Regions from separate parts of the Gossypium hirsutum genome. Here region 1 is linked to region 2. Evidence: chromatin contacts called from public Hi-C data. All regions are on one chromosome and are shown on one strand. Each heading gives the region's core, a stretch centred on a gene start, on an enhancer-like site or on the middle of the called end of the contact. The rest is flanking DNA. Distances are from core to core; before and after follow the strand shown. Region 1 holds the start of LOC121229561 (protein YIPF1 homolog). Region 2 has its middle 67 kb from the start of LOC121229556.

Region 1 (3,020 bases), core at 441-2,940, 570 kb before region 2:
TAAAAGGAGAAAAGTTCTGATGAGTTTTCCTTGCCGTAGTTTAGAAGCAACGGAGACGACGAGGGAAAGAAATACTTTGACTAAACCGTCAACTACTTATGGCTCTAACTTTCTTGGGACGCGCCATTGATAAGCGCTGCGTTTCACGCGTTTCCTCGCCTTTTTAAATTTTCCAGCTACGTTCACATGATTAGTCTTTCACTTTTGGATTATTGATGGGCCTACTTTTGGCTCCAGTTTTTTTACTTTAATTGACGGCTCATGTATTCATGGGATGGTTTGGGTTCAACCCATATGAATGAATACCTTATTTTTATTATTCTAACAATATTAAATAAAATTTTATTATTAAAATAGTATTTCCAATTCCTATCTTTCAAATAAAAATACTTGTATTCTATTAACTACTTTATTCATAATTTTTTTTAAAAATTTTAAATTGAAAAAATGTGCGCTTAAATGCCATTAAATCTATGTTCTCTTGATTGTTACAGTTAAACTGATGTTAACTAAGTTATAACTCAATTAATTTATCTTCGTTTATGTTAAATGATTGAATGCATGCAATTAAAATTTATACAAAAAATTGAATGCATACGTATAATTTTTAATATCCTTAATTGGAATTTACATTTTGAACAATGCCAATAATATTCAAACTCAAAATCATGGAGTTGAATTGATTTCTTTTGAAGTACTTAGATTTAATATCTTTAGAAGAACATGAATTACTTGAAATGACATATAAATTTGGACTTCTCTTTTTCTTCCAGATTCATTAGCAATAGGCCAGGCAATCGGATTTATACAACCAACATTGCTTTCTGGGGTCGCCCATGCAGCACCAACAATTAACTTGAGGGCTACATTCAAGGTGCAACAGACATGGTCCAAGGTTAATGTTCGCATTAAGCAATCTCTTACCTGTTTTTACATAAAATAAAATAAAATAAAATTAAAATGGTATTTAATATTTGATATATTCACAGCATATTTTTTTATTTTACAAAAAAATTTTAAAAAATTATCACAAGTCTCTTTTATATATATATATAAATATTTTACTATATTCTTACAGGAGACTTATCAATTTCTTGACTCTGCTTATGAAATTAAAAACTCTACTGATAGTATATCAAAATTTTAAAAATTACTATCTTTAATAAATTTAAAAAATTAAGTATTAATTATTAATTATTAAAAACATTTAGTTTATTCCTTAAAAGAAATATTTAGTTTATAAATTTACTTTTATATCATAATAATATATTCAAAATAATTTTGGATAAAACTTTAAAAAAATAATTTTCTTTCTTAGTTAAAACATATAAATTTAAATAAATCTATCTAAATATATTTTATCCTATGTACTTATTAACTCCATTCAACAAACCATGATTTTCGAATTTTATATTAAATAAAAATTTATTTAATACTTAAACACTTAAAGAAAATTAAATTACAACTTTTCTCCAATACATTATTAAATGCGCTGAAATTTTAAATAAATAATGGAAATGATTAATTTGGGACTTACCTTCTGCAACCAATACAGTGAAAGCCAAAGCAAATAAAACAAGAGCAAAATGAGCAGCCACGAACTTGAAATTTCTCATGATATAAAATATTAATAAAGAGTTTCGTTTTGAATCTAGGATTGCAACAACTCGAAAGATTGATAGGTTCATATAGGAATTCATTGTTAACAGCATCCCCTCAATTTCTGTATGTAAATATCGTGTGTTTAAAAATATAGTTGTGTTATTATAATAATTTGTAGGTTGTAAGTTTAAGTGTTATCAATTTCATAATAACTTTTTATTTTAAAGGTTTAGAGATTATGAGTAGTTCAAAAATTTTATAAAAAAATATTATATAATAACATAAGAATTGGGGATGATTTATTATTATGGTTCACACATGTGTTGTGCGGAGAGCCATTGAAGTTGGTGGTTTTTGGGGGTCTCATTCAAATAGATTTTTGAGAGAGATTAGGTAAAATATTGTCACGTATCTTTTTTCTCTTGTGATGGAGAGAGATTTTATAAAGGAAGAATTTTGGTATGGATCCCAATAAAATAATATTTGGTGATTACGAGTTTGAGTGCTTCATTAGAATGTGATGGGGTTATTCACATTCTAATGAAGCTTTGATGTCCATACAACCACCTTATATATTAGCATATCATTTTAGTGGGACTCACATAAAAACTCTTTATAAAAGTTCTCTCTATCAAAAAAAAAAAAAGGTTCCAAGATATATGCCAAAGCATTCATAATCTCTCCAAGCTCACGAGACCCCTCAAAATCACTAACTTAAGTGGCTTTTCACACCAAATGTGGTATGAACCACCATTACAAATACTCTCAATTTTGTGTAATAATAGTTGGCGTCATATGTGGGAACTAAGCAAAAGATCATGTCTCTTCTATGAGTAAGAATCCATGGCTTAATTCCCTCAAGCTCTTTTATCTTTCTCTATTTATGCATCTCTTGAAGCTTTTAGTAGTGTGGGGTCTTTTGAAGTTGTTGTCTAATTTGGGTTTCTTGAAGCTTTTAACTTATGGTGGCAATGCAGATATTTCCTTCAAATACATAAAAAAGTACTTCTTATACTCCCAAGAGAGGGTTAACATGGGGCTAATAGGAAGCCTTTTTCCAACACCCAAGGGTTACTCGGTTGCATACTATGGGGCCCTTCACCAGCATGCTAGGGGAGCCATTTGCTAGCACACCAAAAGGGCTACTCCAGTACACATAGGCAGGTCCTATGTTAACACACTAGGGGATACCTTGCTCGCACATTAGGAAGCCCTTGGTTGGAGGAGGCCCTTCATTTAAAAGGGAACTCTCATGGCTCGGAAGGGATAGGCACTAACTATGACATTTGTATATACGTTCAAGTTTGAAAAAAAAAAATTCAAAAACCACAACTCTAAAACTCTCAAAATTTATATAAGATAATTACTCTTATAGTTAAAAAATTATTATGAGAAATAACTTTTACGAATTCCTATTT
Region 2 (3,022 bases), core at 196-2,695:
CGATCTGTTGGAGAATTGAATCTTTGGTGTCGCTTGCTCGGCAAAAACTTGGAAGATCTCGACATCTAAGAAAAGCTTCCATGCCTGGAACACTTGTTATTAGTCGATCCATATCTTCATTTCCTTCCACAAACACATGTAGTTTTGTCAGAGGCCTTATTTGATATCAGAAATCACGTGTATGTCTGGAAAGTACAGATTTACAACATAGATATGTAGTTAAAAATAAAATACTAAAATATAAATAGCCAAATATATTATTATATATGTAATTTCATGTCAACTTATCATTTTTACATATTACTCATTAAAAATTTAATTAATGAATTAATGACTGTGATTTATATTAAGATTGAAATTTCAAAATTCGAAAAAATATAAAAATTTAGAATGATCCAAATAAAGAAAATAAACTAAATTGATAACTTTATGAATAGTACGAATAATTAAATTTAACCAAACGAATTTAATTATTACTGCTGAGGTAAGACTAAAATTTTATATTTTAAAAAATAAAGAGAATAAATTTGACTAGTTTAAAAAGTACAAAAACTAAATCTATAACTTTTTAGAAAGTATAAGAATTAATAGCAAAATTAAATTATATATAAAACACGGTGAGGTGGATACACACGGACTAGAAATTTTATTAAAGAAATCGACCCCTATAAATTTGAGACAAATCAAAACCGGGATTTTCTCTCATCGTAGTGTGAACCCAAACTCTAATAATTAGTGTAGAATTTTCATTTATCTTCGCTTCCAGAAGACACTGGATTCGAATTTGAAGTTTAAGAAATAGCGTCTTATGATTAATGGATGAGTTAAGTTGTTAAAAAGAAAGGAATAATACCTTTGATAGGAAGCTCCCCAGCATGGATCATATCAGGGATTGCAAAATAAGCCCAGAGACTGCAAGCACTAATGGTACGAAACTGAATGATGGGAATTCCAAGCTCATCAGCAATATCAAGTGCGAGCCCTAAGACCCCATCTCCTATAATACAATCCACTTTCGGCTTACTATTAACCAGCATTTCCTTGAAAAGTGGTTTGGTTATCAATTCCAAACCATCAAAGAGCTTCCTCACAAAATCACTGCCTACTCTGGGATGATCGTCAGGGACACCATCTAGTATGGTCTTGAATTGGAATCCCGCATATTTGGCGAAGCGGGAAAGAATATCGGTGTGACGAAGAAGTTGTTGATGGATGAAGTGGGAGTTTAGGAAGGTGACCTTGAGGCCTGCATGTGCTAATAGCTCAGCTAGCTTCAGCATGGAGTTGACATGGCCTTGTGCCGGGAGAGGGAAGATTAGTACATGAGATGATGATGTGTGTGGCTGTTGTTGTTGTTCTTGCTCCATTTTCTTTTGCAAGATTTGATTTCTTCTACTTGCTTTATGATTGAAATACGGCAATAGGAGGACCATTTGGTTTGCCATACCGAGTGGACATGGTGAATGGGAGACGTGACCGACAGGATAGTTGATAGTTACTAGAAGGATAACGTAGTGAAAAAAAATGATATTTCTTTTAAATTTTTTAAAATATAAAAATTGTAAAACTTGATAAAAAATCATAACAAAATATAGAAAATAAGATAAAAATTACAAAATAGATTATAGAAAATTATAGAAATTATTTATGACTTAAAAAGGGTAAAAAAATAGCCCACTTGGATGAAATTTAACAATTTCTCTCTGCTCATTTTCTACTCCTTGAACTTCAATTAATTTTATTTTATTTTGATAATATACAATTAAATTATTACTATCTACCTATCCATTGTAACAACATACCCACATCACAAATTTATTTTCTTCATTCACCACTTCAACATAAAAAAAAATAGACAAATTACAAAACATGGTATAATTTTAGAAAATATTTTTCCCTAAAAACATGGTATAATTCTAATAGCACCAATTAAAATGAAAAATAAGAGCTTTTTTTAAACTGTTAGAGAATGCTTAGACAAATTTGAAGGAGAGAGTTTTCCGGGTGATTATATTTACGAGCTTTGTTGCATAGTGTTAGCATATTATTAGGGTTAGAATCGAGTGAAAATATTTTAAATTAATTGAGTTCACGAGTTTTACTTTATCATCCTAACTCAATTTGAATTTTTTTCAAATCGAGTCGAGTGAAATAAAATTTGAATCGAGTCAGATCTAGCGAAATTGTTCGAGTTAAATTAAAAAAAATATATGTTAAATAAAAATATTATTATAATATAACTAATTCTATGTTAGAGCACATAAATTTGAAACCATATATATTTGAAAATTTTTCAAAGCAAAATAATAATAAAAATAAGTTACTTGAGTATGATAAATTTAAATCATTAATTAGGTCCCTACAATTGTTATTTTGCAAAATTTTTAAAATTTTAACTTTTTTATATATATTTTTAAAATGTAAATTTTGAAATTTTTATAAACATTTTGAAATTTAAAAATTATTTTGAATTATTTTGTAATTTTTGTTGAGAAAGAGACCAATTTGCTTAATTTCAAAATTGATAAGCACCAAAAGGGGGTATTTACACCAATTTGTTATTCGAATTGTAAAATTCAACTCGACTTGAGTTATTCGATTTGATTCGAATAATTCAAATAACTCGATTCGATTAACTCAAAATTTAAAAAAAAATTAATTTTTTTAAATCGAATCGAGTTTTGCTCACCCCTAACTATGACGAGGCACCATGCAAGTAGATTTGGGAGAAATTAGAGAGTTTTGAATCATTTTGTTTGATTTGATTAAAGTTTATTGAATTCAATTTATTTTTTGTTCTTAAAATGAAAAAAAATATATTTTTCATAATTTTCTATAATTTTTTTAATTTTTTATCATTTTTATAATTATTTATAATTATTATTTATGATTCTCCAGAAATTTTTATAATTTTCTATAATTATTTGTTTTTTAGTAATATCGCTAATAATTTTTATAATTTTTAGCAGTTTTTGTGATTTTTTATATTTATAATTTTTTAAATAATTTTTATAATGGTGTG

Evidence for each region. A called contact is a pair of places that touch in the nucleus more often than the background predicts.
Region 1: a contact with region 2 is called in a Hi-C map of leaf, with 2.1 times the contacts expected there. The contact joins the promoter of LOC121229561 here to the enhancer-like site in region 2. A contact is called at or near these places in 3 of 34 Hi-C or Micro-C datasets (all in leaf).

What each region holds. Positions count from the first base shown.
Region 1 is chrA05:96,299,753-96,302,772 of Gossypium_hirsutum_v2.1, reverse strand. It overlaps LOC121229561 (protein YIPF1 homolog), which reads right to left and starts at 1,690. Exons shown (of 6, transcript XM_041114166.1): 1 at 1,538-1,690; 2 at 1-924. It overlaps LOC121229562 (a long non-coding RNA gene), which reads left to right and starts at 1,847. Exons shown (of 2, transcript XR_005927317.1): 1 at 1,847-2,435; 2 at 2,580-2,929.
Region 2 is chrA05:95,733,999-95,737,020 of Gossypium_hirsutum_v2.1, reverse strand. It overlaps the pseudogene LOC107957119. Among protein-coding and RNA genes, the nearest start is that of LOC121229556, 67 kb to the right of the region's middle. Within about 2 kb of position 1,445, at least 5 of the 9 cell types and tissues checked have an H3K27ac peak or open chromatin away from gene starts, as enhancers often do. A contact at or near this core is called in leaf, where this site is marked.